Linked DNA regions of Mus musculus: regions 2, 3, 4 and 5 are each linked to region 1. Evidence: chromatin contacts called from public ChIA-PET and HiChIP or PLAC-seq data. All regions are on one chromosome and are shown on one strand. Each heading gives the region's core, a stretch centred on a gene start, on an enhancer-like site or on the middle of the called end of the contact. The rest is flanking DNA. Distances are from core to core; before and after follow the strand shown.

The links. ChIA-PET counts read pairs in DNA pulled down with a chosen protein or histone mark. HiChIP or PLAC-seq counts read pairs in DNA pulled down with a chosen protein or histone mark.
Region 2: a contact with region 1 is called in a Foxp3 HiChIP or PLAC-seq map of regulatory T cells, with 3 times the contacts expected there. The contact joins two enhancer-like sites. A contact is called at or near these places in 3 of 484 Hi-C or Micro-C datasets (myocytes, rod photoreceptor and uterus) and 6 of 115 datasets of contacts at active chromatin or transcription factors (bone marrow-derived macrophages, embryonic forebrain, embryonic limb bud and 3 more).
Region 3: an H3K27ac HiChIP or PLAC-seq map of double positive thymocytes shows a contact between it and region 1, with 5 read pairs. The contact joins two enhancer-like sites. A contact is called at or near these places in 5 of 484 Hi-C or Micro-C datasets (CD4 T cells, cerebral cortex, effector CD8 T cells and 2 more), 7 of 115 datasets of contacts at active chromatin or transcription factors (CD8 T cells, the NIH/3T3 cell line, T-cell acute lymphoblastic leukemia and 4 more) and 1 of 9 other capture datasets (adipose tissue).
Region 4: a contact with region 1 is called in an RNA polymerase II ChIA-PET map of effector CD8 T cells, with 8 read pairs. The contact joins two enhancer-like sites. A contact is called at or near these places in 3 of 39 promoter capture datasets (the HPC-7 cell line, maxillary cranial neural crest and trophoblast stem cells), 11 of 484 Hi-C or Micro-C datasets (3T3-L1-derived adipocytes, the G1E-ER4 cell line, beige adipocytes and 7 more), 8 of 115 datasets of contacts at active chromatin or transcription factors (effector CD8 T cells, embryonic hindbrain, embryonic midbrain and 5 more) and 2 of 9 other capture datasets (adipose tissue and liver).
Region 5: an H3K27ac HiChIP or PLAC-seq map of double positive thymocytes shows a contact between it and region 1, with 2.7 times the contacts expected there. The contact joins two enhancer-like sites. A contact is called at or near these places in 3 of 39 promoter capture datasets (neural stem cells, second pharyngeal arch cranial neural crest and trophoblast stem cells), 1 of 15 datasets of contacts at CTCF or cohesin (the NIH/3T3 cell line), 14 of 484 Hi-C or Micro-C datasets (B cells, CD4 T cells, LSK cells and 10 more), 13 of 115 datasets of contacts at active chromatin or transcription factors (the NIH/3T3 cell line, astrocytes, a beta-TC-6 cell line and 10 more) and 1 of 9 other capture datasets (adipose tissue).

The regions. Positions count from the first base shown.
Region 1 is chr10:118,881,380-118,884,079 of GRCm38.p6, reverse strand. It overlaps Gm40777 (a long non-coding RNA gene), which reads right to left. Exons shown (of 3, transcript XR_872090.1): 3 at 1,739-2,700. It also overlaps a transcript of Dyrk2 not described here and the pseudogene Gm26976. Among named protein-coding and RNA genes, the nearest start is that of Gm40777, 11 kb to the right of the region's middle. Within about 2 kb of position 1,374, at least 117 of the 459 cell types and tissues checked have an H3K27ac peak or open chromatin away from gene starts, as enhancers often do. A contact at or near this core is called in CD8 T cells, adipose tissue, double positive thymocytes and 4 more, where this site is marked.
Region 2 is chr10:118,632,212-118,634,975 of GRCm38.p6, reverse strand. No RefSeq gene overlaps it. Among named protein-coding and RNA genes, the nearest start is that of Ifngas1, 77 kb to the right of the region's middle. Within about 2 kb of position 1,380, at least 41 of the 459 cell types and tissues checked have an H3K27ac peak or open chromatin away from gene starts, as enhancers often do. A contact at or near this core is called in regulatory T cells, where this site is marked.
Region 3 is chr10:119,010,441-119,013,140 of GRCm38.p6, reverse strand. No RefSeq gene overlaps it. Among named protein-coding and RNA genes, the nearest start is that of Gm33624, 4.6 kb to the right of the region's middle. Within about 2 kb of position 1,405, at least 64 of the 459 cell types and tissues checked have an H3K27ac peak or open chromatin away from gene starts, as enhancers often do. A contact at or near this core is called in CD8 T cells and double positive thymocytes, where this site is marked.
Region 4 is chr10:119,081,770-119,084,598 of GRCm38.p6, reverse strand. No RefSeq gene overlaps it. Among named protein-coding and RNA genes, the nearest start is that of Gm33861, 7.0 kb to the right of the region's middle. Within about 2 kb of position 1,553, at least 14 of the 459 cell types and tissues checked have an H3K27ac peak or open chromatin away from gene starts, as enhancers often do. A contact at or near this core is called in effector CD8 T cells, memory CD8 T cells and rod photoreceptor, where this site is marked.
Region 5 is chr10:119,039,069-119,041,768 of GRCm38.p6, reverse strand. The region is part of intron 3 of Gm33677 (predicted gene, 33677); the gene reads left to right. Among named protein-coding and RNA genes, the nearest start is that of Gm33677, 10 kb to the left of the region's middle. Within about 2 kb of position 1,383, at least 40 of the 459 cell types and tissues checked have an H3K27ac peak or open chromatin away from gene starts, as enhancers often do. A contact at or near this core is called in adipose tissue, double positive thymocytes and regulatory T cells, where this site is marked.

The sequences.
Region 1 (2,700 bases), core at 125-2,624:
CTCTGGCTACTGAAGAGGCATTAGATTTTGAGAAGTGGTGCAACAGGTTTGTCCAAAAGGGACATCTGAAGGGAACACCTGAAAGGTCATCTGGAAGGGATCCTCATGGTAGCCATGTTGGGAATAAAAGGAGCAATGGAGACTACGTAAGAAGATATTTCTCATGATGCGGTTGAGCTGTAGCGTTGCCTTTAATTATGGCGATATTAGCCATAAAGAGAAGTGAGTGGTTGGTAGAATTCTTTTAGTGTGAGGTTATTAGGTTTTGTAGATGATGGGATGGACGGATAAGAGCAAGAGGAGAATAAACAACCACATTCTACTCAATTTCCCGTGGCTGCGATAAAACAGTCTGGCCGGAAGTAACCTGGGGAGGAAAGGGTTTTATTTGGCTTACACTTCCAGGTCATGGGTCATCTCTGAAGGAAGTGACAACAGGATCCCGAGCAGTAACTGAGGCAGAAACAGTTGTCTCCGGCTCACGCTTCGCTAACTTCCCTATATAGCCTAGATGCATGGCAGCCTGGATTTTCCCTCATGAACCACAACCAAGACAACCTGTCACAGACACGGTCCCAGGCCACTGAAATCTGGGAATTCCTCGGTTGAGCTTCCCTTTTTCAAGATGATTCTAGGTTGTGATAAAAGTTGACAAATAAAACTAGCTGAACTGCTTCAAGGCACACGGCCTGGCTGACCGGAACACCGGAAGTTCCCTACGCCGAGACAGGAAGCACATTAGGGGAAATACTTTGGAAGGGTAGAAGTCTGGCATTTAATGCTGGCCACGATATGTTCAGATACAAACTAGTATGCAGCACTACTGAATAAGCAGGCTATTTCAAGAGTCATCGGTGTCCTAAATGTATTCTTCCCCTGGGCCCTTCCACAGTAGGGAGACATGGGGATTTCTGCCCTATTCAAAACGTGCTCGTGAATGTCTACAGAAACTTCAAGACCTTAACAACTTCCAGACAAAGCAAGATGGTAACTGTAAGGAAACAATGTATGCTTTTACAGTATATGATGAATCCCCATAGAGCTGTCTGCAGTGGCTACGCCAGGTCACCTCAGGTAGATCTCAAACAAGCCATGATTTCAGAGTCTCCACAACTAACTGCGAGGCAAAACGATACTTCTTGTTCCAGATTTTTATTTATAAACAAGACCAGTCTGAGCAGTCTCGGTGTAAATAAATACCCAAATAAACAAAGAAAGGAAAGAGCGGGGAGCGGGGAGATGCGTTCCTATCTGTGGAAAGGCAGTGGTGAGGAAATTCCATTAATTAAAAAACTCATGTAGAGGTTACCGGCATGCTGTAGAAGTAGGTACCACCAAAAGCAAAGGCGCACGTACAATAACAGGAAGTGGTAGGGGCTGTGGTATTCTGCAGGGCCCAGGGTGGAGGTGGGGATAGGAAGGCTTGTATGCCACTATTGTGAAAGATGGAAGGAAGGCTAATGCAGTCTGATTTTGTGTTGTTTCTAGAACAACCAGAAACATGTGTATTTACATGAAGTCTAATTTTAAAAGGCTGGACTCGCGTTCACATTTTCAAAAAGTCCCATGTAAAAGCCAAACAAAACATATCTGCAGAATGCTATTGATTGATGGCTTTTAACTTTCACTTTCTAAATTTGCCAGCTACACGCAAACTGTTTTAATTATTGACTGAGTGGATCTTTTAAATCCCCTCATGGCTTTGACGACCTTTTTTCCTGCATAGGAGAGACCGTGCATTTTACTTATGACCTGAAGTTTCTATTTACGTATGAAGTGCTAATATTCACATATACAGGAGTAAAAGCATACTAATAATACAATATACATAATTCCCCACCTTTTCAAGATTTCTTAAAATGAAAGTTGTCAGCTTTCTTATTGTTTCTGTGTAAAAACTTCTCAGATTATAGCTCTGCGTTAACAACACGGAACAAAGGAAAGTCGGCTTTGCCGACTCCAAAATAGGTTGACATTTTGAAAGACCGTCATGAAATGTTTCTTCAAACGATGTTTCAGAAATCGCAAGAGGTGGAAGAAAAAGGACAGGCTCTGACTGGATTCAACCCATGGTGGAAAGGATTTTTATTATGATCCTGGGTGTTTTTCATATTTCCCCCAGTAAGTCATTTTTTCATCCCCCCTTTTTTTCTGGAAATCTTCACTGAAAGAAAGGAACCCAAGATGATGGAGTAGACTTTGTGGGGCACATTACCTTTTTCCTTCCCAATAGGTGGCTGGAACCTAGTTCATGACCCTAGAGGAACTAGCGCTCATTGTCAACTCAATACAATCTAGGTGTAATCTAAGAAGTCCTAATGTGGATTGTCTAGACTAGGTTAGTTATGCACGTGTCTGTGAGGGATTATTCTGCATAGATTGATCCCAGTGGGACAGTCCTCTAGACAGGAAATGGTGGACTCTGTGAGCATGGAGAGAGCAAGCTGAGCACTCTGGTGCATTCGTAAACTCCTTGCTCTGTGGTCTTGACTATGGATGTAATATATGCCTCAGGTGTCCTGACTTCCCCACAAGAATAAACTATAAATGAACTGTGAACCAACTAAATTCCTTAGCCCCTAAGTTGCTTTTATCAAGATGTTTTATCACAGGAAAACACACACACACACACACACACAAAATTGGGAAGAATTCCATCTTCCGGAGAACTCTTGGGGGTCGTTTGCCCTGGAGTGGCTT
Region 2 (2,764 bases), core at 131-2,630, 250 kb after region 1:
CCTAAGTCTCATGTGTTAGAGGACTGGTTCTGAACAGATACTATTATTTTGGAAGGTTCTAGAAATTTTAGTAGATTGGGCATAGTTGGAGAAACTGAATCTCCAAGTATGTGGTCCCTTATTTATGCCTGACTTCTTTTTGGATCAGCCCTTCTTCTTGTCTGACATGAGGCAAACAGCCTCCTTCACCCACAGACTCTTGTCACCACAGGGTTCTACTCAAGCACACAGAACCAAGAGATCATGGATTGAACCCTTGGAAACCATAAGACAAAAGAAGCTATCTCCTTTAAACTGTTCCCTCAGGAACATCAGTCATTGCTATGCCAAAGCAGCTAAGTCTGGCTGTCTTGAGAAGAGGCGCCCGAAGGGTCAAGACCAGTAGGGATATGGCACAGTCACAGTGGAGACTCAGACCAGCAAGGACGTTACAGAGTTGGTGAGAACTTGCTAGGTCATGGGGCTATTTGCCAATAACTTGAGATGAGCTTTAAAAGAAAAAGGACCAAGGAAGACTCATAGGATACTTGTCTGAGTAACCATCAAGCAGTCAGTCTACTTGAGAAGATAGTGGGGGTGGGGCAAAACTGGAGGGCTTCCATTTGTTTGAGGAGTTTATTAAAAGCTCAACTTCAAACCCAAGAGTATCCCCGCTTGTACTGCTATATTGGAAAACATTTTGTAATAAAGGAGAGCAATACAGATTCCCAGCAGGGCCATGAGTGGAGCATATACAAACCTTTAGGATTCTTGGAACAGAAGAGCTGCAAATCCAAGCACATTTGCTGAAAAGCCTGCTAAGGTGAAAGACAGGAAATATACAATATCACACTTGGCTTGGGATACTTCAGGACTGGGAGGATTAAGGAACATTTTATTAAAGCTACAATGGCCTGATTGATTGAGGAAAGAAGGCATTGGGAGCTCAGAGTCGAGAATGAGGGGTGGGAGTGGGGGGCTACTTGAAACCAAACAGCTCCCTTCTCAGGATCACTGAATGGAAACAACCTGGAAGATGCAGAGCATGTAGGCAGTGGGGTTGTTTCCCATTTGACACCAGAAGCTCTCTTGACATTTGTAAATCCACCCTTTTACCAGATCCTCAGATGGACCACAGAGCTGGGTGTCTGTGTAGAATAACGAATTAGACTTCAGCTTTTGTGAGCGGTGATGTTGTCAGAGCATCTGTGTTTCCTTGAGTCTGACAACTGCCTCTGCTATGAGGTTAATTATGGGACCGTGCAACAGAAGTTCCTGACTCTCTTATCAGTACATAAAACAAGCCACATCAAACATGGGAGGGAATGCTATCAGACGCAGGATTGCCTCGTGGAGGTGTGGGTGGGACTTAGAGCCTGTCATCATACTGTAACTGGGGAAACAACACTGTGTCTCAACTCGATAACTTAACAACATCCACATCCTGTCCTCAGGCATTGCACACTGAACACTTCTGAGAACAAAAGCAAGTGTGTGTCATATTCCACGCACTCCTGTGGCTATAGAGCCTTGTGCTCGGCTAAAATATTAGACTGCCATATGTCCTAGTGAAAGAAGAATGAAGTCTAAATGTTTATGGCAGAGCAATTGATGCATTTTATAGGAATAAAATAATTAGCCTTTCCACCCGAGAGATGCTTCTATCTAAAATATTTAACCAGTCTGTGATTAAAAAACAATAAGTTAGTGGACCTTAGCTTCTTATAATGTATGTTCTCCATTAGACCTCGGTTTCTTGATCTGCAATTCCCAGAGATTTTTCAAAGACAGATAAGATACACCCCTTCTTATTAATCTGCCACCAAAGTATAATTATCATATATGGTATACTATCACATACCATATTTATGTAGTAGTTGAAACACAAAGGGGCATTCTCCTATACAGATGAGTCCATTTCTCAAAGGAAAATGTTGTAGCCAACTTTACAGACCTATAACCTTACAGCAACTACTGTCGGCATTTGGGTATGCTCTTGACCCTTTGCTTTTGGGCTGGGAGCTTTGGGGGAAAGGGCTTTGAGACCAGATCTTGCTAAAATGCCTGGCTTCAAATTCACAATCCTGATTTGCCCTCCTGAGAGAGAGCTGGGATTCTGAATTACAGATGTGTAATACCACATCTAGCAGGCGACTGATTTTAATGTTTGACATATGTTGATTATAGACTTTCATAAGTTAATTCTAATTGTGATTAAAGATAAGTTGATTACATTAGATTTTCAAAGTAGTTGATCAATCATACCACTTAAAATTGTCTTTTCCTTTCCAATAGTCAAACTTCTTTTAAAAATTTGTTTTATTTTGTTAGATAGGACCTTCAGGTCAAGACAACACTGCACAATAATACGAGAATTAGCATTGATTTTTTTAAAATGAAACGGCCTAGAAATTGTTCCCAAAGTATAGTGACTGTTGGTTACTAAACATTAAACTCAGTAAGATTTCTTACATTTCTATCACCTTGGAAGATTTTGTTTTCTCTCTCCCATGAGTGAGTTTTATATCTGCTCAGCGTTCTTTAGCCTTTCATGTGTGGTCACATGATCAACTTTGTTTGTCTTACCACCACGTTACTTTGATACTTTGATAGACACCTGCTTGCACACATGGACTTTGCTACTTTGTACGTATCCCATCGACAGCAATTTACTAAGTTTTTAATGATAAGACTGTTGTCTTAGCAGACATATTTGTTAGATAAATGAAGTCACTTATGCTCTGGGGCCCGAGAGCCCCTCAGTTAAACTTTTCTTCTACCTGCT
Region 3 (2,700 bases), core at 156-2,655, 130 kb before region 1:
ATCTTGAAATTATTAGGAACCCCACCTTCTCTGTGAAGTACAAATCAGATGGTCCCTTCTACTATTCTAGAGCAAAGGCTTTCGATAACAAAAGGGAAAGACCGTTCCCTTGCTCTGCTGAACTCTTTCTGTCTTCAATTCCTCATTGTGGAAAATGGGGAAAGTTCTGGAAAAACAAGATAGACCTACTCCTGACCATTAAAGACTAAGTGACCTATGGCCAATCTCCTTCGATGGCTAAAGTGCATTCTACTGATTGCCCGCCTGCTCTGTGCCAGTCATGGACTAAGTATGGGGTGTTGGGGGGGCAATCTTTTAAGTCACTCGGCTATTAATGGCCTTGTCTATGCTGGAACTGCAGAGTTATAAAATATTCATGATATAAACTTTGCTTGCCAGATGAGGATCAAAGGCAGCGAGGAAAGGCAAAGGAAAAAGTCATAATTGGAGAGAAGAGTGTTAGTAAAGCTAAAAGGACAGTGCGAACTAACTTGGAGAGCTTTCCAGTGGACAGCCTACCCATGTGCAGTGTCCAAATGGAGGGAGTTCTAACAATAAGCCAGCAAGTCAAAGCCAGAAGCCTGGAAATGCAGGACTTGAAGCCCCAAGGACTGTCATAAGCAGCAAGCCAGGAATCAGGACCATTCACTCACACATAGGTTTTCTAACAATGTAAAGGACAAGTGAAGTCTCCTAATCATTTCCATATATCTCTATTCTGGATGAGATTTTCTTGATAGCACCAAATACCCACAGCACCAAGTATCTGATAGCACTAAGTACCCACAGCACCAAGAACCTGATAGCACCAAGTACCCACAGCATCAAGTACCGATAGCACCAAGTACCCCATAGGACCAAGTACCTGATAGCACTTGATAGCACCAAATACCCACAGCACCAAGTACCTGATAGCAGCAAATATTCACAATACCATGTACCCGATAGGGCCAAGTAACCATAGCACCAAGTACCTGATGGCACCAAGTACCTAATAGCACTTACTCTTTGCGTGTTTGCAGGGTGATCTCAAAACTCCTTTGCATTTCTACTCACGTCACATGGTTAATATGCAATGTCAGTCTATCTACTGACATTGACTTCGTCTCTTTTATACATACATACAGAGAGACAGACAAGAGGGAGACAGAGACACAAAGAGTCAGAGACAGAGACTAGACCAAGAAAGAGAGAGAGGGCACCTGCCTTTCCTTACAGTCTAGGTTCCCTGGAGGCTCTTCCTGGAGAGCTCCCCCTGGATCCTCTCTGGACACTCCCTGTTGCATTTTAACCCAGCCTGTGTTGCCTCCCTTCCTTCTGCCTGCAGAACTCTGCATATCCCCATCTGCCCTTGGCAAACCCCAGTTCATTACTCAACACTCAGTTCCAGAGTCTCCTCCTTTATGAAGACTCTGGATCCTGACTTGTGTTTACAACCCGCTTGCTTACGCTTGTCTCCGTACGTGCTCCCAGGGCTGTGTCCAGCTTGCTCTCCCACGCCTTCTCTCTCAGTGTTTCCCCAGTGGGGTGCATGGTTTTCACTCAGCAATAAAAAGGGACTACTCTTTAGGGTTGGGGTACCAGACAGGTGCAAAGCCAACAGTCCCTTCCAATCCTTCCCGCTGGGAATTAGGGAGAACTGGGAACAGAAGAGGGAACAGAGGCACAGGAGCGTTGGAAATATGAATGGAACAGACGTCCCAGTACCTGAGCTTTTTAGAGATTCCAGTCTGTCCTCCTGCTCTTCTAGAGGGTTAAGAGGAGGGAACATGCTTCAGAAAGGGACATGCTTTGTGTTGGTTTTGTTGTACTTTTCCTGATTTTGATAGGTATTTATAAGCGGGAGCACCGGGGCCGTTCAGTTTTCATTACCTAACTTGGCATTTTCTCTTGTACACACAGCAACTCCGAATCCTCCCCATAGCCTGTAACCACATCCCCCACTGGGCCTAACGCTAAATCAACACTGTCAGTTAAAAACAAACACTGACAGGTGCGGAGCGCATTGAGCTAGGGAGGACGTTTATCCCGAGCTGGGTTTAGCAAACTGAGGGGGAGAAAAACCAATCCTGATTTGGCCAGCCCTTTGGGTTTCCACACACAGGGGGACAGGAGAGGCCACCAAAGGCTTGGAAGACTGCCAGGGTCCCTCCCACACCAGACTCACCTGGGAGAGGGCAGGAGAAACACTTAGGCTTTTGCAAGGACACTCAGGGTTTCTGTCCAGGTCACTCAGGGCTTCTTAGCAGAGGCCCGCCCAGAAGAGTGTTTTTGAGAGGCCGGAACTCCTAGGTGTCCTTAGCTGTAACTCCTGGTGGGGACCAGAGACTGATCAAGGTCAGGAGATTTTTCAGAGAGCTGTCAATGGGAAAACAGCCTTGTGTCCCAACAGTGGCTCCAGTTCTTGTGTACTTCTATGTGTGTACTTGTATGTGTGTGCACCCATATGTATTTGTCTTTGTGTGACACTTCTTGTGTCTTTAGTGGGAAGCCGTGTCCGGGTAGTTGTTGCCTGAACCAGGTGACTGATCTTGAATTATAGGATTGATCACTGCTTGGTTTTGTTGTTGTTGTTTGGTTGGATTTTGGTGCTGGTGATATAACCAGGGATTCTCCCAGAGTATGCAAATACATTGCCAAGAAGCGATACCCCCTCATCCCACTACAAGGACTGATAAGTGGACCCAGATTGCATGAGGC
Region 4 (2,829 bases), core at 304-2,803, 200 kb before region 1:
CCAGGGCTACACAGAGAAACCCTGTCTCCAAAAAAACAAAACAACAACAACAAAACCCCAAAACAAAAAACAAAAACAAACAAACAAAACCAGAGGTTCAGTACATTATGATCATGTCAGGAAGTATGGCAGCATCCAGGTACGTCCAGGCAGACATGGTGAGGAGCTGAGAATTTTGCATCTTGATCAGAAGGCAGCTAAGAGAAGACTGTCTTCCAGGCAGCTGAGAGGAATGTAGGCTTAGATTTTTCAAAACCTATTTTACTAGGGGTTCTCAAATGCTTCAACCCCTCTTCTAGCCCACCATCCAAACATAGGGGAGAAGAGATGGTAAACAGGACAGGGGGATGTGGACCTGTCTAGAAGTAGTTCTTTGGGGATGTGTCCAATCTCCATTGTCTGGGTACCAGCAGTCCAGTTCAGTGATGTTAAGACACCAAACTGAAATCAGCAGTGGTGGCAGGAACCAGGCTTCTGCCATAGCAGCATCGAGTCAGTGGGAGTGACCAGAACCAGCCATAATGCCAGGAGAAGTTCTTTGCTGTGCCTCTCTTATCAAAGCAAAGACGCAAGACCAATGAAGCATCGCAAGGCCAGCTATGCAAGCACCCCATCGCAATCTGCTGAGTCCTATTTATACTCTCTCCAAACATCATGTCTTTCCATGTGTCCTGCCTCAGCATAACACCACATGAGTTTGCATCACATGACACAACCAGAAACTTCCACTTCAGAGGAGGGTCTCAAAGCCCACTCCCCCAGTGACACACTTCCTCCAACAAGGCCACACCTCTTAATAGTGCCATTCCCTGGGCAAAGCATATTCAAACCACCACAGGTTCCTATCCAGCCGGTCTTTGTAGCCCGCTGGGGAGGGAAGAAATTACTATTCAGTGTTTTCTCTTTGGGGCCTTCAGACAAAATGCAGAGATAACAAGAGAATCTCTTCACACCTCACAGAGAGTTGTAGATTTCACATTGCTGGGGGAACTTCCTGTGCTAACTGCACATTGAGACTCCCTCATGACTCATTTTGAAAAGTTATTTCCAGATTGTACTGTCTCTGGGAAATAGTGCTTGTTCTTTGATGATGTCCACAAATGTCCTCATGTCTGCACCAACAACTGTTTGCCAGCTTAACGGGAACATAATTGAAGTGTCCAAACGGGTAGAAAGCCCTATATAACCATGGCTGTTTCTTCTTTGCAAATTTCAGCTCTGTGAATGTTTTAACTCTTTAAGGCCTGGATGCTATTGCCATCATACGATAAAGAAAAAGACAAGGCAGGAACAAATTAAGATATATATATATGCATATATATATATATATATATATATATATATATATATATATAATACCAAGGTCACATGACTAGGAGAAAAGTGTCTTGGCTAAGGTTTCTATTGTTGTGATAAAACACCATGACCAAAAGCAACTTGGTGTGGCTAAGGTTTATTTCAGCTTAGAACGCTCAGCTCACACTTGGTCAGAAGCAAGGGAAGTGAAGAATGAAGTAAAGGTCACAGAAGAACAAGGCTTCCTGGCTTCCTCCTCATGACGTACTCAGCATGCTCTCTCATACCATCTAGGAGTACCTACCCTGGAGTGGCACTCTCCACAATGGGCTGGGCCCTCCCACATCAGTTATAATCAAGAAAATGCCCCTACAGACTTGCAAATCTGGCCAATCCAGTAGGGGAATTCTCTCAATTGAAAGGTTGCCTCTTCCCAAAGGACTCCAGCCTATGCCAAGTTGACATGAAAAGTAGGCCCCACACAGAACTATCCCAAAGCCCTGCTTACCTGCTCCCAGAGCTCCCACTCATGGCTACATTCTGTGACTGGGGTAAGACTACTGCAAGGAATGAGACCCCCTCCTCTGTTGACCTTCCACCAAAGCCCTTTGGAGTTTCCTTAGTCTAGGACGCGTGCCCAGGGGAGGGGATAGCCTCTGAGTCAAAGTTAGGTCCTCAGGGTTGTGGGTTGGGCTCCAACACTTGATATTGCTGCACACAGGGTGGGGAGAGCACATTTTGGAGAGATGGGATTGTTTTCTCAGGATAAGAACCCTGGGAAGATGGTCCCCTGTCTGGATCTTTCTGCAGTTAGACCACCGCGAGAACTGTGAGCTAAACGAAGTGCATCTGTAAGGGAGCATGTAGTATAGGTTCTGTGAATTAACTCCAGGTATACGTCTGGATAAGGGCGACACACCTCCGCTCCTTCAAGAAGGTGGCTGAAGTATGGCCATGTCCACCTCAACCTTTTGTCTGAGCCCACCAGAGGAGGTTGTCTGGGGGTTCCGGGTATGCAATGAGGAACCAGCTGGGACTTCTGGAAGAGAAGGAATGAGAACAGGTGTTCAGATGCAAGAGCCCATTGAGAGAAGGAATTTTAAATAATCCTCTTCCCAATATGTTCTTAAAGGATCTGGCCTGTGTCGGGGAGGAGGAGGGAGGGAGGGAGCGTGCTTAGCCTTAGAGCTTTCTTTTCTGGTATCCGAGGCAGCAGGTCAGAACAAGATTTGGCAGAGGGCAACTCAATAGACCTGCTAGATCAGCAAGGACAAGGGCAAAGAAGCCATGTCACAAGGCTTGCTGGAACCCTGGCTGGAACACCATAGGTGGCCAACAAAATAGCCCATGCCCTCATCCAGTGACTGCCCCACCTGGGAATCCATCCCATATACAGTTACCAAACCCAGACACTATTGTGGATGCCAACAAGTGCTTGCTGACAGGAGCCTAATATAGCTGTCTCCTGTGAGGCTCTGCCAGTGCCTGACAAATACAGGAGTGGGTGCTCACAGCCTGGACTGAGCACAGGGT
Region 5 (2,700 bases), core at 134-2,633, 160 kb before region 1:
TTCTTAGATGATATTGGGAAATCAGGGTTCCCCCTTGGGGTTCTTAGTTTCAATGAAAGAATTGAACGAAGCTCAAGGCTAGTGTTATTAGTGTTTTTTAAAAAGCCCCAGGGTGGGCAGCTGTAAATCCCAGCAGCTGCCTGGAGAATGTCGGTGAAAAGGAGGTGGGGGTGGGCAAGGCCTGACATTTGAGTGGGAGGGGGCTTTAGAAAGAGCATGGAAGTCCAAAGTACCATGGTGTGTGTGTGTGTGTGTGTGTGTGTGTGTGTGTGTGTGTGTGTGTTTGCATGTGTGCTCACACACCTATACACAGCATGTACACAGACATAGGCACACTTAAGGCAGTGGCTCTCAATCTATGGGTTGAAATCCCTTGGGGGGGGGAGTGTCTAACAACCCTTTCACAGGGGTCACATGTCAGATATGCTGCATTTCAGATGTGTAGTACAACCACGTTATGCTTATCCCCAACTAGCTCACAAATAAATGAGACTCCGACTATGGTTATTTTACTTGGCGTTGATAATTACTGGGGGTCACCCTTAATCTACTCTTTTGACTGCTGGCCTGGCTACCTTCCCAGGGGTATAACCCCAGATACTTGCTGTTTCTCCTGGCCACATGCTCACGGTCCATCTCTTCTCTTGGAGGCTTCCTCTTCTCCCCTCATCCCTCCTCCTTCTCCTCCTGGTCCCCACCCCCTCCTTCTCCACTGCCAACCAGGTTACTCAAAACCCATCTACCTTGAATCCCTCCAGTAATTGGATTCAACCAATTTTATTTAACCAGTAGTTTTAAATCAAAGAATAAGGTTTGCACAACAAAAGCTTGTCAACTCTAGGGTCCAGACATTTGGGCACAGAATTTAGCATTACAATACATAACAACAGACCAAACTCAACACTGATATTACATTACGATTCATAACAGTAGCAAAATTACAGTTATGAAGTAGCAAGGAAAATCATTTTTATGGTCGGGGTGAGGGGTCCCCACAGCATGAGGAACTGTATTAAAGGGTTGCAGCATTAGGGAGGGTGAGGACCAGTGGCTGAGGAGTTAGCATCTAGAAGAAAGAGACAAAAGAAAGGAAAAGTTGCCCTTTCCTGAGGCAAAGAAGAAGGGCTGGGCTGAAAGTAGAATGGGTATCTGAACCATTCTCCCAGCTTCCCTCTCTCCCATGGTGATCCTAGGAAAATATTCCTCACAGTGATTCTGGGACCCACAGACATTTTGTGTCTGCCTCTCTGAATCATTTTCCCACCAGACACACCTAGAGCTGGAAAGAAGAGCAGCCTGGCGTGGGTCTGTTGGAGTGGTATTGTTAAGACTGTCTGTGTCAGCAAGGGCTGAGGTCAGAGCATATGTCACGTGTCCCTGAGGCTCACTCCGACACAACTGGGACAATGGTGAGACAACAGTGCCTAATCCAGCTGGAGAGTTGCTGAACACCCCGCAGCTGAGGGCCCCACTGCTTTCTAGCAGTAACTAGGGCTCTTTTATCAACCCCCAAGTCATGATTTCCCTCAATATACTAAATGTTTTAAAAAGAAGAAAGCCATTTTTAAAGGGCTGACACTCACAAACAGTCAAAAGCTGAAGTGGTACTCTTCCCCTCACAACACATTTTAAAGTTTTAGAAAAATCTAGAAAGGAAGTAGCCAGACTAAGGCACTTTCTTTATTTCTAAATCTTTTTTGTTTTGTTTTGTTTGTTTGTTTTTTCTGGATCTTAAAAAAAAAATGTATATGTGATCTTCAGGAAGGAAGGGGAAGATATTTATAGGCTGTTCCTGACTTCCTGTTTCTAAAGATAGTCTGCTAGTATCTACAATTTCTGTTCAGAACGTTGGCTCTACTTGCATGACAAAGGACGCAGTGTTCAGAGACCTCCCTTCCTCCCCACATCTTAGGCATTTGCTGCCATACTTATGAGGACCTTTGGAGTCCTGATTTAGGTGACTTATAAACCCCTCCCTCAGGGTGGGGGAGTAGGTTTACCATTGCCGAATCTCTTCTAGAGAGCCTCACTGCCTCAAGCAAAGACTGAACCTAAGGGTCTGTCCGGGTCCATCCATTCCTTGCTGGTGCTTGGAGTGCTTGTGAAAAGACGCCTGTCACATTTAAACTGACTTTAATATTATTTAAAGAAAAATGATTACCTACTGAGTTCAAAGCCATAGTTCAGACAGGAAAGGGGGTGGGCAGGTGGGTGTTTTTAGTGTTTCTTGAATGTATCAAAACTTCTTCAAAATCCTACAATGTGCCAATTCATTTGAGACTTCTTACCATTTGTTTCAAACAGGTAAGACTTTGTTGCCTCGAGTCTTCCAGAAGCAGAAGGCCCCTGGAGTCTTGGTTTATTTGGTAGGTCAGCCAGATGCTAATACTGGGGACCCTGCCCTATGTGTCCTTTGATTTAGCCCACAGATATATCTCTACCAAGATCAAGAATTGCTGACGACTACTGTAACAAAAAGGAGCAGCCATTGCCTGGGCTCACCTCTGAAGAGCTTAGAGGCACCGGCTGCCAGCAATGAGTGCTTGCAAGAGGGAGGGACTGCGCTCCTGGAAGGGGCGCCCGCCCAACCAGATGTGGGACTTGTGTCTGAGACCTGAGATGGGGAGGGGAGATAGGAGGACAGGACTAGATTGCTATGCAGGGAACACCTGCAGGCAGAGAGGACAAGGCCATGGAGGT